Linked DNA regions of Macaca mulatta: region 1 is linked to region 2. Evidence: chromatin contacts called from public Hi-C data. All regions are on one chromosome and are shown on one strand. The core of a region is the stretch at or near the end of the contact, and the rest is flanking DNA. Distances in the headings are between cores, read along the strand shown. Region 1 holds the start of WLS (Wnt ligand secretion mediator). Region 2 has its middle 110 kb from the start of WLS.

Region 1 (3,131 bases), core at 589-3,088, 110 kb after region 2:
TGACCTGTTGATTCGAAACAAGGGGCAGAGCTGGGATCTGGGTTCCAAACCAGATCCAGCTGACTCTGTCATGCTCTTTTCTATTCACCTGTGTTGTCCACTTGGGAAATAAAGATTCACAGTTGCTTTTAATGTTTAAAAAGATGTGATAGAAATTATATTTTTTTAAAGCAGCCCATGGTGATGAATATTACAGGTGTCTACTCCCACTCAGTTGGGCATTACTGGTAATCTCATGACAGAAGTACTGATTAGCAATTAGAAATATCCCTTTTTAATTAAAATAAGTATTTAATAAGTGCTCTCTTAAAGCAGGGGATCATCTTGGTGGAGAACCAGCATCTCATTTGTTCCTTTAGGTCAGGTGCAAGTACCTTGACATCTTGGTATCCTCGAGTGCTTAAGAAAGAAAGCCTGGAACATGTTAAAGGCTCAATAAGTGACTTGGATAAAGAGTTGCATGAGAGAATAGATAAATAACAACCACAGTCATGCATTGCTTAATGATGGGAATATTTTCTGAAAATGTGTTGTTAGGTGATTTGTCATTGTGCAAATGTCATAGAGGGCATTTACATAAACCTATGTAGTATAACCTACTACAGACCTAAACTACACCGTGTAGCCAATTGCTCCTCAACTGCAAACCTGTCTGGCATGTTACTGTACTGAAGACTATAGACAACTGTAATGCAAGAGTAAGTACTCTGTGTATCTAAACATATCTATAGAAAACGTATTGCAAGAATATGGTCTTATAACCTTATAGGACTATTGTCACATACATGGTATGTTGTTGTTGACTGAAACATCCTTAGCGACACATGATTGTATATCCTCAGAACTGTTAAGAACTATTAGATGTGAAGAGATGGAGTTTTGTATGCATAAAGTTTGGTGCTTGTCCTTGACAAGTGTCTGTTCCACTTGGAGACTAGAAATGAATGCCTCTATTAAGTGTAACCTGCATGACATCTTCTATAAGGGCAATGAAAATTCAGGAACAGAGTAGAGGAGGAGAGAAGACTGGGAAAAATAGTCTCTTGGCATGAAGAGGGTGTGTAAGGATGGGAGGGACAAGAAACCAGGTGTGTGGGTGGTGGTGGTAGAAACTGCGCGTATGGGGAGCAAGGTGGGGTATTTACCAAACCAAGGGTCTATTGAGTAAGGTGAGTTGTATTGACAAAGTGGCCAGTTTATGAAACATGGAAAACCAGAAATTTAGACTTGATAGAGCAGGAAATCTCTATCAGGAGTCCCGCCCCTCTTTTTAGGGAAGTTAAGTATAACTATAAATATATGATTTCTCACAAAGAGACAACAAACATTGCAACTTAATATGTGTACCCTCTAAACCAACTAAGATCTCTTTAGACTTTTGAAATACAAACTGTGGGCTTGCTTTCACATTCACTTATTCATTCCACCAAAGATTATGGGGCACCTACTAGAGCTAGCATTTTGTTAGGCACCATGGGGGGTACAAAGAACAAAAAAAAACTTGGTCCCTATTCCCCAGGAGTTTACAGCTCAGTGGTGGAGACAAACGCGTACACAAATCCTTACAATAGGAAGTAAAAATGTAAACACAGGATTGTAGGGACTCAGTTCCCAGAGATACTGCATGGAGGTGGTGTGGAAAATTAGATTTTTTTTTTAGACTAATTGGTTTTGGATCAGGTTTAAAATTGATGGAGTAGAACATGTTCTCTTTAAGGCAATCACCAGGGTTAAGGCTGTGGAAGCACAGGCGCTGGAGTAACGAACAGTGGTCTGATTTGGCTGGAGCGCCAGGTTCCTCAAGGGGCGCCGTGGGGAATTTAGCTGGTTCTGTGTCCAATAACGAGGCTGGGAACCTGGTAGAAAGAATTCGAGCTGAGACTTTATTCCGCATCTCTGTGTTTTGACTTAGGCATCTATTGGGCCCTTTTAAAAAAATTCTCCTCCTCTTTCCCAAAGAGAGTTCTAGCAGTTGGGGGTGGGGTGGGGACCGTTTCCTCAAGTCAACGCGTAAGTTAAAGGTCTGCAAGGCGGTCCACCGGTGATTTAAATCTCGCACTTCGGAAACCAGAAAAGGAAACCTGTGAGAAGCTGGGCAGGGGGAACTCGCTTAACATCAACAGCAACCCCCAAATGGCACCAGTCCCTGGAGGGACAGGTTGCAGGCCAGGCTCGGGAGCCGGGCGCCAGCACCCGCCAGAGCTCTGAGCCCCGAACTGGTGGGAAAGGGGTAGAGGAAGAGAGGGAGGGAGGGAGGGAGGAAGCGCGAGAGGGAGGGAGGAAGAAAGGGAGGGAGGCGGCGTCATGTGATCCGCTTCCCTGCTCCTTTAAGCGTCCACAGGCGGCGGAGCGGCCACAATCACAGCTCCGGGCATTGGGGGAGCCCGAGCCGGCTGCGCCGGGGGAATCCGTGCGGGCGCCTTCCGTCCCGGTCCCTTCCTCGCCGCGCTCCAGCACCTCTGAAGTTTTGCAGCGCCCAGAAAGGAGGCGAGGGAGGACGGAGTGTGTGAGAGGAGGGAGCAAAAAGCTCACCCTAAAACATTTATTTCAAGGAGAAAAGAAAAAGGGGGGGCGCAAAAATGGCTGGGGCAATTATAGAAAACATGAGCACCAAGAAGCTGTGCATTGTTGGTGGGATTCTGCTTGTGTTCCAAATCATCGCCTTTCTGGTGGGAGGCTTGATTGGTAAGTGCGGAGAGCTGCAAACTTTTCCCCCTTTCTGTCTTTTCGGGCCCCTTCCCTCTTTGCCTCTTGGGCTACTTGTTACAGTATCACTGCCTTGCTTCTATGATCTAATTAGTCCGGCTATTGTGCTTAAGAAAGCAGAGCTCCATGGGGCTCCGTGGGGCACAATCCAGTCTAGTGGCTAAGAGAAAAGGAGGGGAAAAAGTTTTGGCCTAGTTTCAGTATCCACTTGAAAGGCAGGAGGGGGGCGGCGGGGGTGGGAATCTTAAGCATGGCGACGGATCGCGCGAGGAAGCGCTGGGTTACAAAGTTGATTGCTCGCCGCCCCCCCTGCTTTTTCCCGCGTTCCCCCCCTTTTCCTCTCCGGTCCCTTCCAATCAGCTCCGGGAGGGCAACGTAATCGACTTTATTAGGAACAACAGAAGAGTCGGGGAACTGCGCCCGGC
Region 2 (3,452 bases), core at 903-3,402:
AATTTGTACGCTTTTCACTGATTAACCTTTTATTATAGATACCTTAGCTATAAACTCCGGAGGTATGAGAAAAGATTTCTTCTCCCCTACAAGCCTGATCTTATTTTCTAAGATTGTTCTTCAGGAAAATGGAGCTATAGAATTTATTTCACAATGTTTTCTGAGGGTGAAAAGAAATCGAGTTAGTGAAAGAGGCACATAGAGTGCTCAATGACGATGCTAATTCCTATCCTTGATTACAAAAATACAAAACTACCTATTCCACAGGCATTAGAAACCTGTACACACGTATAAAAAGGACAAGATAAATATATATTAAATTCTTAAAGTTTTTATTTCTAGAGATTAATATTGAAGTGATTAATATTTTCTTCATTATGCCCCCTGCAGTTTCCAAATTTTCTAACATAAACCTTTATGACTGTTATTACTTTTTCTTGTGGTAAATTATACATAACATAAATCTGACCATTTAAAACATTTTTAAGTGTACATCTCAGTGGCATTAAGTACATTCATCCCCTTGTGTATGTAACCATCATCACCATTCACGTCTGGAACCGTCTTATCACAAACAGATACTCTGTACGCATTAAATCATAAATCCCTATTCTCCCCTCCCCACTGCCCCTAGAAACTATTATTCTACTTTCTGTCTCTGTGAATTTGGCTATTTTGGGTACCTCATATACATAGAATCATAAAACACTTGGCCTTTTCTGTCTGGATTATTTCTCACTTCACTTAGCATAACGTCTTTAATGTTCATCCATGTCATGGCATGTATCAGTTCATTCCTTTCTAAAGCTGAATAATAGTCCATGTGTACATACCACGTTTTGTTTATCCATTCATCCATCTGTGAATATTTTGATTGTTTCCATTTTTTATCTATTGTGACATAGGAATGCAAACATCTGTTTGAATCTCTGCTTTCAATTCTTTTGGGTCTATACCCAGAAGTGGAATTGCTTGATCATATCATCATTCTGTGTTTAATTTTTTGAGGAACTGTCCTGTTTTCCACACTGGCTCTGTCATGTTACATTCCTGCAAGCCATGTTCACAAAGCTTCCAATTTCCTCACATCCTTGTCAACACTTGTTATTTTTCATTGTTTTTTCTAATAGCCATCCTAATGGGTGTGAAGTATGCCTGATCATTGTAGTTGTTGCATTTCCCTGATGTATTGACTTGCATTTCCCTAATGATTAGTGGTGTCAGCATCCTTTCATACTGTCGTTACTTTGTTAAAACTTCTATTTTGTAAAGATCTATTTATCTAGGACAGTGCTTCTCAAACTTTAATGTGCTTCTTAATATCCTCCGGGTCTTACTAAAATGCAGATGCTGACTCAGCAGGTTGGGATGGGCATCAGATTCTGCATGCCTAACAGTCTCCCACGTGATCCTCAGGCCACACTTTGATTAGCAAGCCTCTAGGTTATAAGAGGGACCCAGCCAGGCTTGAATATCATATTTATTTGCACCTGGCCACCCATCTGTATCTTTGCAACAAAACTTTCCAGGCCTGGTTTATCTTCTCTCTCAAGGGTCATAAGGCCAAAGGAGCAGAACATAGATTTTCTCAAACTTAAGTCTGTGTGGCATACAGCACTAGTGTCAAGGAGAATTAGAAGTCAACATATGCAAGCAGGACATTTAGACCCTTCATTTTACTCTATGGTGAGTAACTAAAAGAGAGGTTTTTCTAAGTGGATAATTTGTGGAGTAGAATAAAACAATCATACCAATTTTCAGCTAAATCATGAGACTTCAAATAAATTTCCTGTATGTGGTGGGCAGCGTAGATCTATATTCCTGGACCTCCAGGCGTCCTCTGTCATTTTCCTTTGCCATGGGAATGCATCAGGAAACAATTTGAAAAGCCTTCTGGTCTCTGAATTCAGAGGAGGGAGAAAGGATGTGATAGGCTAAGAAGGACACAGTCACCTGACCCAGCTAGCATTTAATAAGAGAACACTTCCAAAGGAAAGTCAGCCCAGAAGTCAAATGAAATTTGATTTGATAAATACTTAAAGGTACCTGGAAGCTACTCTGCAAGTGACAGTGATCAAGTTACTCCTCAGGCAGTAGTGAGTAAAACAGGCATTGAGCAATTGTTACTGTTGCAATGAGTATTGCATAGAGTAAAACAGGCATTGAGCAATTGTTACTGTTGCAATGAGTACTGCCAGCATAGCAGTAGAGGGCCCTGGGGGGGGTTAACAGGAGGATTCAAACTAAGGAGTATGGCAAACCCTGAGCCAGACCCCAGAGTGGCAGGAACGCCAGGGGTAGATGGACCAGCAGCTTAAAGGAGCACATGAAGTGGTGATTCCTAAACATCAGTCTGTGTGCCAAGTAGTAACTAATCAGAAGAGAAAGGGGAAAATAAGGACAGTCTCGTGAGATTTTTATCAGGTTAAATTTACTCCATGTGGGAACTATCACTGGGAATTAAATTCTCCTTTTATAAGGGATCCGCCCGCCTTGGCCTCCCAAAGTGCTGGAATTACAGGCATGAGCCACCACGCCCGGTCAGCCCGGGACATTTTATAGACATGAAACTTATGGCATTGAGAAACTTGTGGCTTTGAGTTCACCATAAACAGATGTTTTCTAAGCATCAATATCATCATCATTGCTAGAATTTTATAACTTCTTGCTGTGTGCCAAGCAACAGACTAAGTACATCATATAGATTATTTTACTCAATTCTAACTACCCTACTATGAATAGGTATTACTATAAGTTTACACTTTACCACGGAAGAAACCGAGTATCAGGAGGTTATGTAACTTGCCTAGGTCCACATAGCTGGTGAGAAGTGGGGCTGCGGTTCCTAAAGTAGGGATGTGAACTTCTGCTTCTTGCCACAATAGACTAACAGGGACTGGATTTACCCTTCCACCTTAAAAAAATAAAACTCTAAATAAAACATATGAAACATTGGTTTTCAGACACTGAGAAACATGCAAAGCAGGACAGCGATCCTTAAGTGAAGGGAAACAAAAAGATGAGTCCTGTGATGCCCTAGCTCATCGTCTGGGGATGTTTCCAGGCTGTATCACAGGAGGGAGGAACCAAACGGAGCCTAGCAATTTAAGGACACAATGTTTGGAGCACTGGGAGGCCAGGCAGCTAAAATTTCTGGGCAGAGTACTGTAAAGGAGACAACTACAAAGAGATGCAGAGGGACCCCTTGCATCTTTAGTCTACACTAATCAGCACACATGTGTAAAGAAACTACCGAGCCGGGAGAGAACCATCAGAAAAAAGCAATCTCCAGAACTCACTCAGGGTCAGGGAATATTCTTTTTCTACTAGAAAGAGTAAAAGACCTCCTAAGATATGGGGTACAAAATAGAGTACTCCAAAGTTATCACCTTGCCAATGAGGCTAAATTAATCCTATACTAAAAACTGATCTGGTCTTTCCTGACAAAGATT

The links. A called contact is a pair of places that touch in the nucleus more often than the background predicts.
Region 1: a contact with region 2 is called in a Hi-C map of fetal cortex germinal zone, with 1.6 times the contacts expected there. The contact joins the promoter of WLS here to the enhancer-like site in region 2. A contact is called at or near these places in 4 of 14 Hi-C or Micro-C datasets (blood, fetal cortex germinal zone, fibroblasts and 1 more).

What each region holds. Positions count from the first base shown.
Region 1 is chr1:172,367,973-172,371,103 of T2T-MMU8v2.0, forward strand. It overlaps WLS (Wnt ligand secretion mediator), which reads left to right and starts at 1,839. Exons shown (of 12, transcript XM_028832614.2): 1 at 1,839-2,219.
Region 2 is chr1:172,262,534-172,265,985 of T2T-MMU8v2.0, forward strand. No RefSeq gene overlaps it. Among named protein-coding and RNA genes, the nearest start is that of WLS, 110 kb to the right of the region's middle. Within about 2 kb of position 2,153, at least 5 of the 40 cell types and tissues checked have an H3K27ac peak or open chromatin away from gene starts, as enhancers often do.